2 separate regions of the Anas platyrhynchos genome follow, and region 2 is linked to region 1. The links are chromatin contacts, called in public Hi-C maps. All regions are on one chromosome and are shown on one strand. Each heading gives the region's core, a stretch centred on a gene start, on an enhancer-like site or on the middle of the called end of the contact. The rest is flanking DNA. Distances are from core to core; before and after follow the strand shown. Region 1 has its middle 7.6 kb from the start of PIK3R5. Region 2 overlaps PIK3R6 (phosphoinositide-3-kinase regulatory subunit 6).

Region 1 (6,625 bases), core at 118-2,617:
CTCTGCCCGTTCCCACAATGACAGAGCCCCACAGCCCCGGCTCAGCACCCCAGGGTGCCCGCTGCCTGCACAGCTTCAGAGGGAAGGGGAAGCAGGATCCAGCAAAAAGGGAACCTGCTTTTTCTCGCTGGTTCCTCCCACGACTTGTGTTTTTCATTTCTCTGGTGCAATGTAAAGGATACTGAAAGATTGCTCAACACCACCTGAATCTGACCCTTGAGAAACGAAAATGGGCCATAGGCTTTGGTGGCGGCAGACCTGACCCCAGACCTTCCCCTTCTGCCTTCCGTGCAGGAGGTGAAAACGTGACCTTAAACAACCTGATCCTGCGAAGAGCTGAAGGTTTGGGGCTGGGGGTGGAGGGCTCCAGAGAGCCCTCAGCATTCGTGCTTCCCACTCAAACTTTGTCTGACCCACACTCTCCTGCCCTGTGCAGGTGGACTTTGTGTGCCAAGTCAGGGCGTGGGGTGTCTGGAGCAAACCCCTGCTAAACCCTGGCTCCCTTCCACCTCCAGTCCCTTCTTCCGCAGAGAAGGTCTGATCCTGGCCCTCCTGCAGCCCTCGGGACCATTTCCATTTCAGTCTCTGGCTTCATCACACCAGAAGCCAACCTGGTGCTTGCTAGAAGCCCTCCGTGCTTGTCACAGGGAGAAGGAAGACCCGGGGAACGATCTGGGAAGGAGTCTGATGCAATCAAACATCTTCCCCACCGTGATATTAACAATTGCAGGGGTGATTGTGAGCAAAGGAGACACACACACACACACACACACACACCCTGCTGCCCCCACAGCCACACCACACCGTGGTTGGGGTTTGCAGGTGAGCTGTGCACTGTTACACAAGTGGCCCGTGCTCTTTATAGGACCAGGTTTGCATCTGGCACAGAATGACAGAGGTGTGGAACAGGATGGGGTCCTCCTTTCCTACAAACAAAGGGGTGCAGAAATCAGGGCTGACATGGAAACTGAGGGGAGACAGCTGGACCTCGAGGGACCATGCTTTCCACGGCGTGGAGCTGAGCCGATTGCTTTGCACAATGTTTCCCTGCCATTCCTCACCACTCACTTTGGATGTTTGCCATTTTGCAGGTAAAAATGCTCAGCTGCTCCAACACCGGGCTGTGCCTGCTGAGCTGCTGCCTCTGGGATTCACTTCACGACCCCTTGGGGCAAGACGCTCCTGTAAGAAGTCCCCTTGCATGCAGAGAGCCGGCCTTGTCCCCGCCTAAAACTCTCTCCCGAAGCTGGAACCCCCTATTCCTCACCTTTCGGAGCTTCGTCCCATGCCCGCTTCCCCAGGGCTTTGCAGCAGGGCTGTTCCTGGCCCCTGGGAGGGGGCAGGGGAAAGGGGCAGAGCCCTGGGCTGGCAGCGGGCTGGCTTTGCACGGGCTGAGGCTTCCACCCTGCGTCCTGCCGCAGAACTGCAGCGCTGGATGCTGAGCAACACCCGGGGGTGCGACCCCGGACAGCACCCACCCGGCGTCCTGCACCCCCGGACAGCACCCACCTGGGGGGCTCTGCCTCCAGCAGCTTCATGGGGTCAGCACGGAGGAGAGGTGTGGGGTGCCAGGGCAGCACTCTGAGCTTTACCACGGCCACCCCTGAGCCCGCAGCACCCCGGTGTTGGAGCATCCCCTCTCCCGCCGAGCCCCTCCGCAGCGGTCGGTGCCTTCGGGTGCCAAAGCCTGGATTTGGGAACACGCTCCGGGCACTGCGGCTGGAGCCGCGGCCGTACCCAGCTGCCCCCGCTCCGTGTCACCGAGGGGCTGCAGAAGTCCTGTGGGAACGCAGCGCGGCGGGTGGGCCTCTGGCAGTGCAGTGTGCTGCTCTGGGGGGAGCCGGGGGGAGCCCTCAGCAGCCCCCGGTCAGACGTGGAGGTGGCAGCACGCCAAGGCAGCCCTGAGCCCCCAGCACGCTGTGCCAGGAGCCCTGGCTGCCACCCGGGGCCACCAGGTCCCCAGGCGGTGCCACCCAGCCGTGCCCCCCTCCCTGCGCAGTGGCCGGGGGCAGCTTTGGGGGGCTGCCATCCTCTCCGCCACCCTACAGCAGAGGCACATTTTCAAGGCTCATTTTGTGATGGACGAGCCGCAACAAAGCCGCAACATCGGAGCTGCAGGCAGGAGCCGCGGGGTGGTTCCTGCGCCTCCCCACAACCGGTGGCAAAGCCTTTCTGCCAGCCCAGCCTTTGGGGACAGGGGCTCCCGGGGCTCCCCAGCCCTTCTGCTCCCCGAGCTGGGCGCTGGGTGCCCGGCAGGTGGCAGCAGGGCCCGTGGTGACAGCGGTGGCACCGCGCAACGAGCCGCGGGCTGCAGCCGGGGACGCGCGGCACCGAGGCATCTGAGGTCGCTGCTGCCTGGGATGGGAAAGGTTTTGGGGCCATCCCGCTCCTCCTGGAAGGACAGAGTTGCTGCCAACACCAGCTGGAGGGGATTTCTGCAAAGGTTTGGGGAGGGCTCGACCTGAGCGGCTGGGAGCACGCAGGGGCTGCGGGAGGCAGGGGACAGCTGGTGACAGTGTCCTGAGGACGTGCCCCGGGGAAACCAGCGGGCAGCGAGCCCTTCCAGCTCCCCTCCAGGTGAAGCACCTGATCTGCTGCTGAAACCTCGCTCACTCAAACATGTTTCGGACATATATTTAATGTTTGGCATTTTGCGGATGAAAGGGTGCTGGGGGCTTGGGGAGCAAAGTGCGATGGCAACGGCACCTCCCTGTTCTTTCGGAGGTGCCCACCGAAGGCTGCTCCCCTTCACCAGCCCCAGGCTGCAGAAACTCCGGGGAGGGAAGTGGGGAAAGGCAGGGGATGGGGAAGGGGACAGGGATGGGGCCGGGGACAGGGCAGGCAGCCAGCACAGCCCCTGAAGGTGGCAGTGCCCAGGGTCCGGGGTGGGGACAGGCAGAAGTGCGCAGCCGGGAAGGTGTCGCTGGGAGCCCTCCTCTCCCAGGAGGTTTGTTGGGATGTTAAACCTTTCCCTTTCAGGCCCCAGGGGCAGGTGCAAAGCAAGTCAGGAGGGTGAGGAAGGTGCAACATGAGCGGCCTTTTGTCCCCCAAATTGAGAAGGAACAAAAGACCTGTTTGTCAGCTGGAGGAAACGCTATTCAACATTTCCCCCAGGCTGAAAAACCGCATTGCAAGGCAACGCGTAGCAGTTGGGAGCTTTTTATACTGGTAAAATCTCTCTGCCAAGGGCTGGTGCAGGCAACCCGGCAAAGCCCCGGAGCAGCCCCTGGGCCCCCCCACGGGGAGGACGGGGCAGGAGGGTGGAGAAGGGGAGGTGCAGGGGGCAGCCCTGGGCGAGGACCAAGTGCAGGACCCTCACTCCTCCCCCGGGCAGGAGACCCCCTCGGCCTCTCTGCCCTGCATAAATCTTTAAACTTCAATTAACTCCACTTCCCCCAGGGGTGGGTTTCACCCTGGTGCTCTAATTCTCATTTATTTTAAGGCTGTTCCGTGCTTGGGAAATCCATTGGCATTTCTCGGCTCGGATTTGCCAATTCGTGTGTTTTAACGTGAGTGTAAATCCAAGCCTAGCAGTCAGCGGGAGGCCAGCAGGGGTGGCTGTGTCACTCTTTGTGCTCTCCGGGTCTCAGGCGGTGCAGAGATGTGCACCTTCATCTGTGCATTTTGGGGCAGCACAGGAACAGCCGACACTGTGTATCGAATCTCACAGAAGTGATATTTTTCCGTGTCTGTGCCCACACACCTGGGGACACCTCCAAGTGGCCAGGAGACCAGTGTCAGGGACAGGAGGGAGCAGTGAGACCCTGGTGCAGTGTTTGGTAGCAGTGAGCTGGGGACAGCTGGAATTTGTCCTCTGAGGGATCTGTGTGCATCTTTGGGCCACCTGTGGGCTGGGGACAGGGACAGGCAGGACCCCTCAGATAAGGTTGTTCTCCGGCTGAATCAAAACCAGGCAGTGTTCAGGGAGGACAGGATTTACTTTACTCTAGCACACAATGAACTCTGAAAAATATTTTTATAAAAATAATTTTTAAAAATATTTAATTTTAAAAATTAAAAAAACATATATTGATGACAAAGAGGGTAGGGATGGGTCAGAAAAATGAGTTTTTCTCTCTTTCCACCCCTTGTTACTAAGGCATCTGGGGACAGGGCTGGGGAGTGTGACCAGCTGGCATGTAGCAGCCTTTCCTGCTATGGGCAGCAGAGCACAAACATCACTGCCCTGCTGAGCACCTGGGGAAACAGGCCAGAACACAGCCGCCCACCTACCTTTGGGCAGGAGGAATGCCGGGTGGGTTTGGGAGGCTGCGGGCCCATCAGCAAGGCTCTGCTTTCCTGGAGGCTGATGCAGGCAGGCGAAGGCTGCTCAGAGCCCCTTCCCCAGCCCCTGCACCTGGGGCTGACCCCGTGCCTCGCCGCCTGGCCAGAGAAGCCCACCCCGCTGCCTTTCTGCAGGTTCCCCTATTAAAAGGTTATAGCCACTCGAAGGCCACTTCATCCAGCTTAATACATACTTAATTATAATTGGGTTAGGATGGCTGCCAAAAAGAGAGCGAACGCTGCGAAGCGTTCTGGGTACGGCTGAGCAAAAAGCCGTGTCCTGCTGTCCTTTGGGTGACGTGCCCTCGCTGCACCGAGCCCCACGTGTGGGGACACCCTGCTCCCGGCAGCCTCTCCGTGCAGAGGTGGTTTGGGGTCTGGGGAGTCCCCCGGCACCCGTTGTACCCCTCATGTGACAAGAGGGCATTCTGCGTAAGGAAGGTGTGTGCTCGCAGTCCCCATGGCCATCTGCATGATGCCCACTGCTCAGCCCCAAGGACAGACCCTGCTGGCTCAGTCCTGCAGATCCCCCCCCACGCTGTGACGGTGCCTAAGGGAACAGGAGGCTTTCTGGAACCTTTATTTCTTTATTATTTTGAAACATACAGAGACAGGCAGCAGCCCCATCACCTGCACTGCTGAAACAGCCTGCACGGCACTGCCACCACTGCAAACGGAGCCCCAAGAGCCCCCTCATCCCTGCAAAGCAAATGCTGGAGAGGAGTAAATCATTTGATGAAGGGAGTTGTTAGGTGGCTCAGAAGCTCTGGGGATGTGTGTGTGTGTGTGAACAACCCTGCTCCCAAGGCAGCTGGGGTACCCTCAGTCCTGCCTGCCCTGGCCCCACGCAGCCGTGTGCCCTCCATCCCCGCCCTCTCTGCCCAGGTCCGATCTTTGCCTAACATCGGCTTAAGAAGATCAAATTCCTTTTCACGACTCTATTCTGACTCAGCGGGGAGGAAAATTCCCAACAAGAAGCTCAGTGCTTCAGCTCCCCGGCCTTTCACAGGTCCTGTATGAAACGAACGTCTTGGGGTTTCCTGGGCAGACTCCATCGAGGTAGGAAACCTCTGCGGGGCCACTTTCTGGTGCCAGTCCCAAAGAAAATCCCACACCAGGCTGGTGTCGATTGCATCCATTGTGCCCAGAGGACATTTCTGTAACGTAGGTGAGGAGCTGTCTCTGCTCCCATTAGCTATTTTAAAGGTGTTTGTTGTTTTCAAGGAGCATTGCTCGCTGCACGTTGCTCGCTGCAATGTCCCTGCCCTAGCAGGGCAGTGGTTTCGCTGTCCCAGCTCGACCCAGCTGCTCTCCCTTTGCTCTGGGCAGTGTTTAGCCACTGCCATAACACCGACTGGTTTCCCTCTCCATCGGGGTTCCAGGAACCTTGTGTTTTCATTGCTGCTCCAGTTTGGTTAACAAAGGTAAAAGCAGCAAGAAAAAAAGACCATTTTTCATTTGAGTGGTACTGGCCTAGACTCAAGAGGAACAAACTTCACTGTGTTCTTCCCCAGATGGGACCTGGAGGCAGATACTTCTCAGTCAGCTCAGTTTTCCTACTGAAATAATGTCCAGCAGCTCCCAGTGCCTGCCATGGGTGCCAGGGCCAGCAGCAGCTGGGAACGCGCTGGTGTCCGCCGGGGCTGCATCATCTGCAGGCAGCACGGGGGAGGTCAGCACATCCAAAGCCTCCATCCATGGGCAGCAGAAGGGCAGCTGCAGGGGAAAGATCAGAGCTAAAGGTCAGAGCTGGGTACCTGGGGACAGATTTGCTTATTCTGGCTCCCAAACAGCTTCACAGGCTGCCCAGACCCTTGGCTCAGCCCTGAGGGGAGTTTTCTTGGGTGGGCACAGAGCTGGGGGTCCTGGGGCAGGTCTGTCCCCAGAGCCCAGGGACAGCAGCTCGGAGCTGGGCAGTGGGTGGTTGTGATGGGAAGAGGCTAGCCCTAAAAATGGCAGCAAGTCCTTTGTGAAGGGTGGACTCGCTCCCACGTCCCCTGAGATCCAGGATCCTTTGGTCAGGTTTGTGGAATGGCTGCTTCTGCACCGCTAAAACTCTGCAGGTCAAACACTGCTGCTGTTTGTCCTACAGTTACTGCACTGTGCCTTCCCAAACCCCACAACATCGGCACAAAACATTTTACTGAATGAGCCAGATACCTCTACCCCTTGTGTGTCCCCACAGATCCTCAACAAGCTTTGAACAGGAATTTGCCTCCCCAGATCAAAAACCCACTTTCTGCACCCCACGTCTTCCAGCTCCACAAAATCGGGATAAAGCCACCAGTGCCCCAAAATGCACCGTGTTTATCTGTTCCTTTGGTGCAGGTGTTCCTGCCAG
Region 2 (6,937 bases), core at 3,087-5,586, 100 kb before region 1:
AAGCCCAAAGTTAGCATATACAACAGCTCACGGAGGAAGACGGTTGGTGCAAGAACGTGTTTCTTGACTCGTTCCCGAGCCTCCTCTCCAAATTCAGTTTCCTTCAGGGCCAAAATGCTTGCTGACTAAGCCTGGAACTGGTGGGCACCAACAATTCTTGATTTGTGAGTGAGTGGAGGCAGAAAACGGTACTGAAGAGCTGCAGTTGCTGAGATCTTCTCACGGGTTTGTGACTCCTGCAGGGGGATGCTGAGGCTGGGGACTGGAAATGACAATGTTGCTGTTGCCCAACATGATCTTTCAGCTGTTTGTGCTGGTTTGGTGATTTAATACTTTTGGGCACCTGGAGGCTCTTTACACTGCTAAATAACCCATCATCCACCCACAGCTCTGGACTTGCTTTACTCCCAGTAATGTATTTCAGTGCTAATTTGGGTCTGCATGGGGCATTCAAAATGAGAGTGAATAAACCCTGAGCTCGGGAACAAGAGGCAAAACGCCTCCTGTGCCAAGGTGAGCCTGAGGGACAGCAGTGGGGGGATTCCATGAGGCATAGCCAGGAAGAAAACCCAAAGGCGTGGGGCAGGGGAAGGATCTCCAGACACCTGGGTAGAGGTGGACACCTTGCTCCAGGCATGGGTGAAATGGCTCGGGGGGAGCATTTCCCAGTATCCCCCATGTCCTTGCTGGTTGGGACTCCCCCTGCTGAAGCTGGCTCTTCTCTCACCTTCAGCATCTTTCCCAAGGAGGAACTGAGCTGTCCTCAGGAGGTTCCTGTCTGCCCTTGGTGACCACAGCCTTAAACTAATTTGACTTCTGACTTCTGGTTGGCTACAGAAACTGAGCCCACACCAGCATTTCTCCGGCTGGTACAAGCCATCAGGGCTAACAGAGCACCACCTCATACTGCAGAGCTGGCCCCAGGGACTTCCCATGGGTGACAGGCAGAGCTGGAGGAGCTGCTACACACATAGACAAAGCCAAAGGACACTTCCTTTGGGCAGGAGATCCAAGCAAGCACCTCTGAGTGAAGGCAACCCAGGTAAGGAATTATCTGGGAGCTGAGACAGTAAAAAATGATAGTGTCATAGAAGGACTGATCCCAAATCCCTTCCAACACGAATTTCTGGAAGACTCCCTGGAGATACCCCAGATACTTCAGACCGCATTCAGAGAGTCAATACATACACACCTCATTTCTTCCATTATTTCAGTCATCCACAAGCTGGAATGAAGACAAGGCCTCTGACATGACCATCCATAAAAGTGGGTTAGTTGGAGCCCATCTGCAAATGAGGGGAGGGTTTCTACACCATGATAGCAGCAGAGGAAAGGAACAGAGAAGTCTTCCAGGTGTTCTGCTTCTCCATCGATCACAGGAGGTTGCTTCTCAGAGCAAAGTCTCGGCAACCTGAGCAGTTCTAGTCCAGTTCAGCACCATCAAATATTGCACTACATTTCCCACATCCCTGTTTCACACCATCTGTCGTTATCTTCTATAGCCCCTCTGAACCAACAGCAGGTTTCCCACTGGCTTCCTGCATTGGAAGTCTCACACACATGCACACACACTCCCAGTTGTCGGGCTTGCAGTGAGGTTTCCTGGTTGAGTCAGGGGAGCAATTGCCGGTTTGCCCAAATACATCATCCTGTGCCAGAACTGAGTTTGCTGTGCAGAACCCAGCAAAACAATCCCTGATCATCTGCCAGGGCAGGAGATACCACCATAATAAATATTACTAATAGCAACTGCTCTTTGATCCACAACACAGCACACACCATCACCTGAGCTGTATTTTCCTCAGTCCTTTTCCTGAAATGAAAAAGCTCAAAGGTTTTTCCTGACTTGTGCAAAAGGCTGAAAGCCTCAGCTCTTCAGGAAAGCTCTGCCCCTGGACAGGGGTCCTTGGCTGTGGTCACCACTGCCATTCACCAGCATGCAGCTGTCCTCTGTAAGCCCTCTCCACCTCTGCCTTTGCAGCTCTAGAAACACCATTATGGTCGTAAAATCATTGTTGGTGTCTTCTTAGTGTGTTTTCTTTTTCCATCTCTTCTTTGAGGACCCAGATGTCACATCTTGTCACATCACCTTTTTCTCATTTGCTTCATTGGATGACGCCTGCAAACGTGTTGATGGGCAACAGCAGAGACTTGGGCATGTACTTCACAAGGCCCACATCCTCTGCTTCGTGCACGCTGGATTTCATTGTCCTTGTCTTTTGCAAGCAGTAGCTGGGCTCTAGGCAGGGCGACACTTCCACACTGCAAGAGTACAAGAACACATTTACCACTCGTGCGAACCTGCCCTTGAGGGCCAGAGTCTGAACTCAGACTAAACCTCAAGTCTCTCTGCTGCCTGCAGAGGAGGGATGTTGTGCTGAGACACAGCTGCTTTTGTGCTTTCAGACTGGTTTTGGCTGGGAAGATGAGCTGCTGTATATTAGCATTTACCACAAAACCAGTGGCCTTATCCTGGCTCACTTCAGTTCTCAGAAACTCACATTTTACCTATGCCCCACATGGCTTATGAAACACGAACCACAAACCCTGACTGTTCACTTCCAGCACATCATATGTCACTGACACCACTACAGCCACAGCAATCCCTGCCCTTTTAGCAGGGCTGAACTCTCCCCACACCTTCATATGCTTGAGATACCCCAGTGAGGACTGCAGTCAGTGTAGAGAGCATCAGCTCCACAAAACAATTTAGAAGACCTAAGATCTTGGATCTACCTTTCCTTCTACCATCTTAATGACAGCGCCTTACTTAAAATAGAAGAACCTTTTTCTTTTTTTTTTTTTTTTTACATTACCACCCCAAAATGCAAAGGTAGGAGAGCACCACTCTGCCCTGCTTTCCCTGGAAAAGCAATGTATTTACCCATAGGTCTTTTATCAGATATATACCCATTAGGACTAGGACTCCATGGGGAAGAGCTCTTCCACGTTGGAAGCCCTTCTTCCTGGGAGGGATGCAATTTAACGGGTGAGGTGTGCAGAGCCTGGCACATGGGGCATCCTCACCTGATCACATTCCTGTAGGTTCTTCTGCTGTCCTTGTCCAGGCACACCGTGAAGGGCCTCTGCTCTGTGCTCCTGATTTTGATATCACGCGTTTTCAACCTGTTTGCCACAGCCTGGATTGAGAAAGGAGGAAGAGCCCAGTGAGTGCTTCACTTCCAGGCCCCGTGCCACGCGGTGACTGGTGGTGTGTGCATGCTGGGTATGAAAGGGACAAATGATGCCTTTCTCTTTCAGTTTTAACCTCAGGTAGCTGATTAAAGATAGAAGTGTCTCTCTCTTCCACTTTCTGACATCACAACCTGGCCAAAGCTTGCAAGGGCAGACTTCGCAAACTGGCAAACTCTGCAGAGGTTGCAAGGCTTGGGGTGTCTCACAGGACACCTGGCCAGTTCTCCTGGGCCTTGGTGTACCTTGGTGGGCAGCGTGGGCCACAGCACCATGGTGTCTCCAAAAGCCAAGTGAAAACAAGCAAAAGAGTTCTGGCTATCTGGAAACACCAGCTGAGAAACTGAAGGCTCCAGGGCAACTCCAAATGTCCAAGGCACAATAATACAATAATATTGCAACCCAAACTGCAGAGACACACCCCCACAGGACAGTGTCACATATCATGTAAAACAAGAGGGACAGGAGCCCTATTTTTCAGTCCTATCTCTTGCATATCTATCACTCTGAGGTGCTGATTAGATTCACTGACATTCCTGCTTCCCTTTTATGCTTTGGTACAGCATTTCCCCAACAGCCTCGGTTCTGGTGGGCCCCAAAGTGGCTGACACAAGTGGTCTGGAGAGGACTCTGCTGCTGGAGTTGTGGAACTAATGGAGTTGATCTCAGAACTACAGATCCCCTCCCCTACCCAAGCAGGGTCATGATGTCTGGGGCTAAGCCTTTTTTCTCCACTTTGTCCCTTGGGTCACAGAATCTCGGTGACAGTTCAGTCCTTCAGGGTGTCCACACAATTTGATGTGGTATCCAGCTTGGGGCTTTCACTTGAAAAACTGGACTTTTCCATGGAAAACCTTCTCAGCGCAGGATGGCCCCAGAACCTTCCTATCCCCACGGAGAGCTCCCCCTTTCCTGTTGCAATAAGAACTTTCCATAAGGCTGACCCCTCCAGGGCCAGGAGCATCCACAGCCACTTACTGAGAAGGATCGTCCCGACAAGTTGTTGATCTTAATGATTTCAGTGACGTTCACATTCAGACACAACAGATCTGAAACAGAAGCAGTGTGTTAGCCTTGAACAGTGGCACAATCTCAGCTTCAAACGGGGATGATGCCTAATCTCATATCAGGTCGCCTGGGAGAGGGCCATGGGATGTGCGGGCAGAAGAGGAGGACTCCAGCAAGCTCTGTGGGCAGGGGTTTGCATGGGGTCATGCTCAGGGTGAAACCTCAACGGTTGTGCTTGAGGCAAGGTGAAAGAGGAAAGCTGCAGCAAGAGGAAGGTGCTGCCAAAACCAGATTATGGGTAAGCAGAACCCCAGGTTACAGGGAGCTCCACGCACGACATTCACGAGAAAACACAACCACAGGCCATGGTGACACCAGTATTTGTACGTCACAGATTTAACCCCACTGCCCAGGCACAATTGGCACTAAGTACTATGGTCAGATTTACTCTGTGGAGCACCAGAAAACTCAGCAAACCTCCTTCACATGCTCCTAAGCTGGAGGAACCCACCTTCGGCCTCATCGGCAGGGATGGCCTTCATCACGAGGCCTGTGGAGCGCAGGGACACCGACACCTCCTTTGCCCGCTCACTCACCACAACCTGCAGGAAAGGCTCTGTTAATTCAGCGGTTGTACCTGGGGAGTGTTGAGACAGTTTGTCACAAATACAGGGTTAGCTAACAGACTTTTAAAGTTCATCGGGACCTCTCTGTCCTCCCCCAGAGTGCAGTTCCAGGGGACAGGAGGAGGGCCTGATCACTGCTCTGGGGAGATCTGTGCCAGGTGTGTGGGCAGCGGCGTGTTGGGCTGCCCGAAGCCCCACTTACCTTCTTGTATGTTACTGCGAGATCTATGCCAGGGCCCTCCAGGGTTGTTTTCTTCTTGGTCAGGCTTAACTCTGCAAGGGAGGAACCAGGAAGGACTGAGGTTTCTCTCATCCCACCTGTCTGCAGCCAGAGGAGAGTGGTCCTCCCATGGGACGAGCCATCCCTCCGTCACACAGCAGCTGCGGGTGGGCACACCAGCCCCAGTCCTTGCCTACAGCAGCTGGGCTCTGTGCCCTCAAAAGGTCCAGTGAGTGAGATCTACGGACTCAGTATAGGGTCTGTGCCCAGCATCCACTGGATCAGACTGGGGTGCTGGATGCGACCAGCCTTCAAGAGCCCTTGTCCCATCACTGGCAACTCAAGGAAGCAGAATTTCTAACAGGGAAAATATCTGGAATGGGGGATGTTTTTAAAGCTATCAGCTTGTTCTTTCAGCCAGAATAAAATGTTGGTCCAACCTCAGAGGGTCCTGGATCCAACCAAAGCCTCCCCTATAAAACCTGGTTGACCAGGAGCCAGTGACCACAAGATGTCTCATTTAGACTGGCATCACTTGCCCAGGAAGGAGACAGAGGAGTTGAGGGAACCTTCTGCTCATTGAGGAATGAGGGCAGCTGCCCCGTGGCCCCATGGCATGGCCTTGCTTTCTGCAGGCTGAGGACTGGGTGGAAGGGAGCTGGGGCAGGTGAAACCCCCCCAGGGTGGCAGCCCCAGCTGTGGGGCTCCACGGGGAGGAAACACACACCTCTGTGGGAGATGCTCTCTTGAACCTGGGCACACAGCTCGGTGAGGAAGACGTCCTCAGCTGGCTCCAGTGCTGGGTCATTGAAGAAAACCTAAAAGAGAGGAAAAACTCTTAAGAACACCTTGTCCTTAGTCACCCTGGGACATCACACTGGGGTCGTGACATGAGAAGGTTCTCCAGAGCACACAGGTGTGAAAGGGAATCTATGATCTCCCCATGGCAGCCAGGGGAATATGGGATGGAGAGATCCGATTTCTGAAGCCCAGGAGCACGGCAGACCTTGCCAGGGCACAAGGCAGTGGGCAGAGCCATGGGCAGTGTCCCTTGCCACTGGGTGTCACTGCACGCTCACGGATGAGTCTGTCCCCAGCCATGCACCCAGAGGCAACCCACGTCAAGGGCAGGCTGACCACAGACTCTGGCTTAGCTTCAAGGCACGTAATTTCTCTCTAATACACCTAAATCAACTGGTCACTTAAGACCTATGTGTTATTTTTCTTTTCATGGGCTTGTTTTGAGAAAATATAGAGATTATGTCCTGGAGAGCTTCTGCTTACATCCAGCTCTTGTGGGGCTTGACCCTCACTTCCAGGAAAGTTCTCTGCAGCTGAAGAGGAACAGCGTGGTCTTAACCAAAAAGGCAAAACAGGCTCAGTGCTTCCAGAATCATACCCTGTATGACAGCAGGGTAGTTTAGGTGCCTCTATCTGAAAACCACATCTGGAGTCAGTTCCTCTTCCCCTGCTTGAGTCACTCACTCTCTCACTTGCTCTTGATTTCTGTCATGGAGGAGAAATGAGTAGAAAAATATTCAGAGAGAGAACAAAATCCCCTGCCACACAAGCTGAGGACCAGGCACTCCAGGTGTTTATAAGCTACATGTTATTAGATCAAGTCTGGGTGATGCTCTACCAGTAATTCCCAAAGCTCTTCCAGCTCTTTGCAAGCCACGTGCCAGCTTGCCCGTGCAATTGCTGCTCCTTTGGTGCAATAGATCACTGGGTTGGCCACAGTTAGATTAAAAGGAGATATGTGCATTGGTGTCACCTTAAGCTTTGAAGGGGGAAAACTGCCAGAGATGGGGGGTTAGTATTTCATGACCAAATAGAGTAGTTCTTTGCTCTCGTAACAAGTGCCAGGTCTCACTCTGATGCCATTTCAGAG

Evidence for each region. A called contact is a pair of places that touch in the nucleus more often than the background predicts.
Region 2: a Hi-C map of liver shows a contact between it and region 1, with 5 times the contacts expected there. The contact joins two enhancer-like sites. A contact is called at or near these places in 3 of 8 Hi-C or Micro-C datasets (liver, skeletal muscle and subcutaneous adipose tissue).

What each region holds. Positions count from the first base shown.
Region 1 is chr19:10,776,458-10,783,082 of IASCAAS_PekinDuck_T2T, reverse strand. No RefSeq gene overlaps it. Among named protein-coding and RNA genes, the nearest start is that of PIK3R5, 7.6 kb to the left of the region's middle. Within about 2 kb of position 1,367, at least 1 of the 8 cell types and tissues checked has an H3K27ac peak or open chromatin away from gene starts, as enhancers often do.
Region 2 is chr19:10,881,715-10,888,651 of IASCAAS_PekinDuck_T2T, reverse strand. PIK3R6 (phosphoinositide-3-kinase regulatory subunit 6) reads right to left here. Exons shown (of 22, transcript XM_027471385.3): 17 at 5,774-5,864; 18 at 5,029-5,099; 19 at 4,712-4,802; 20 at 4,171-4,241; 21 at 3,028-3,140; 22 at 1-2,262. The coding sequence ends at 2,106. Among named protein-coding and RNA genes, the nearest start is that of PIK3R6, 28 kb to the right of the region's middle. Within about 2 kb of position 4,336, at least 2 of the 8 cell types and tissues checked have an H3K27ac peak or open chromatin away from gene starts, as enhancers often do.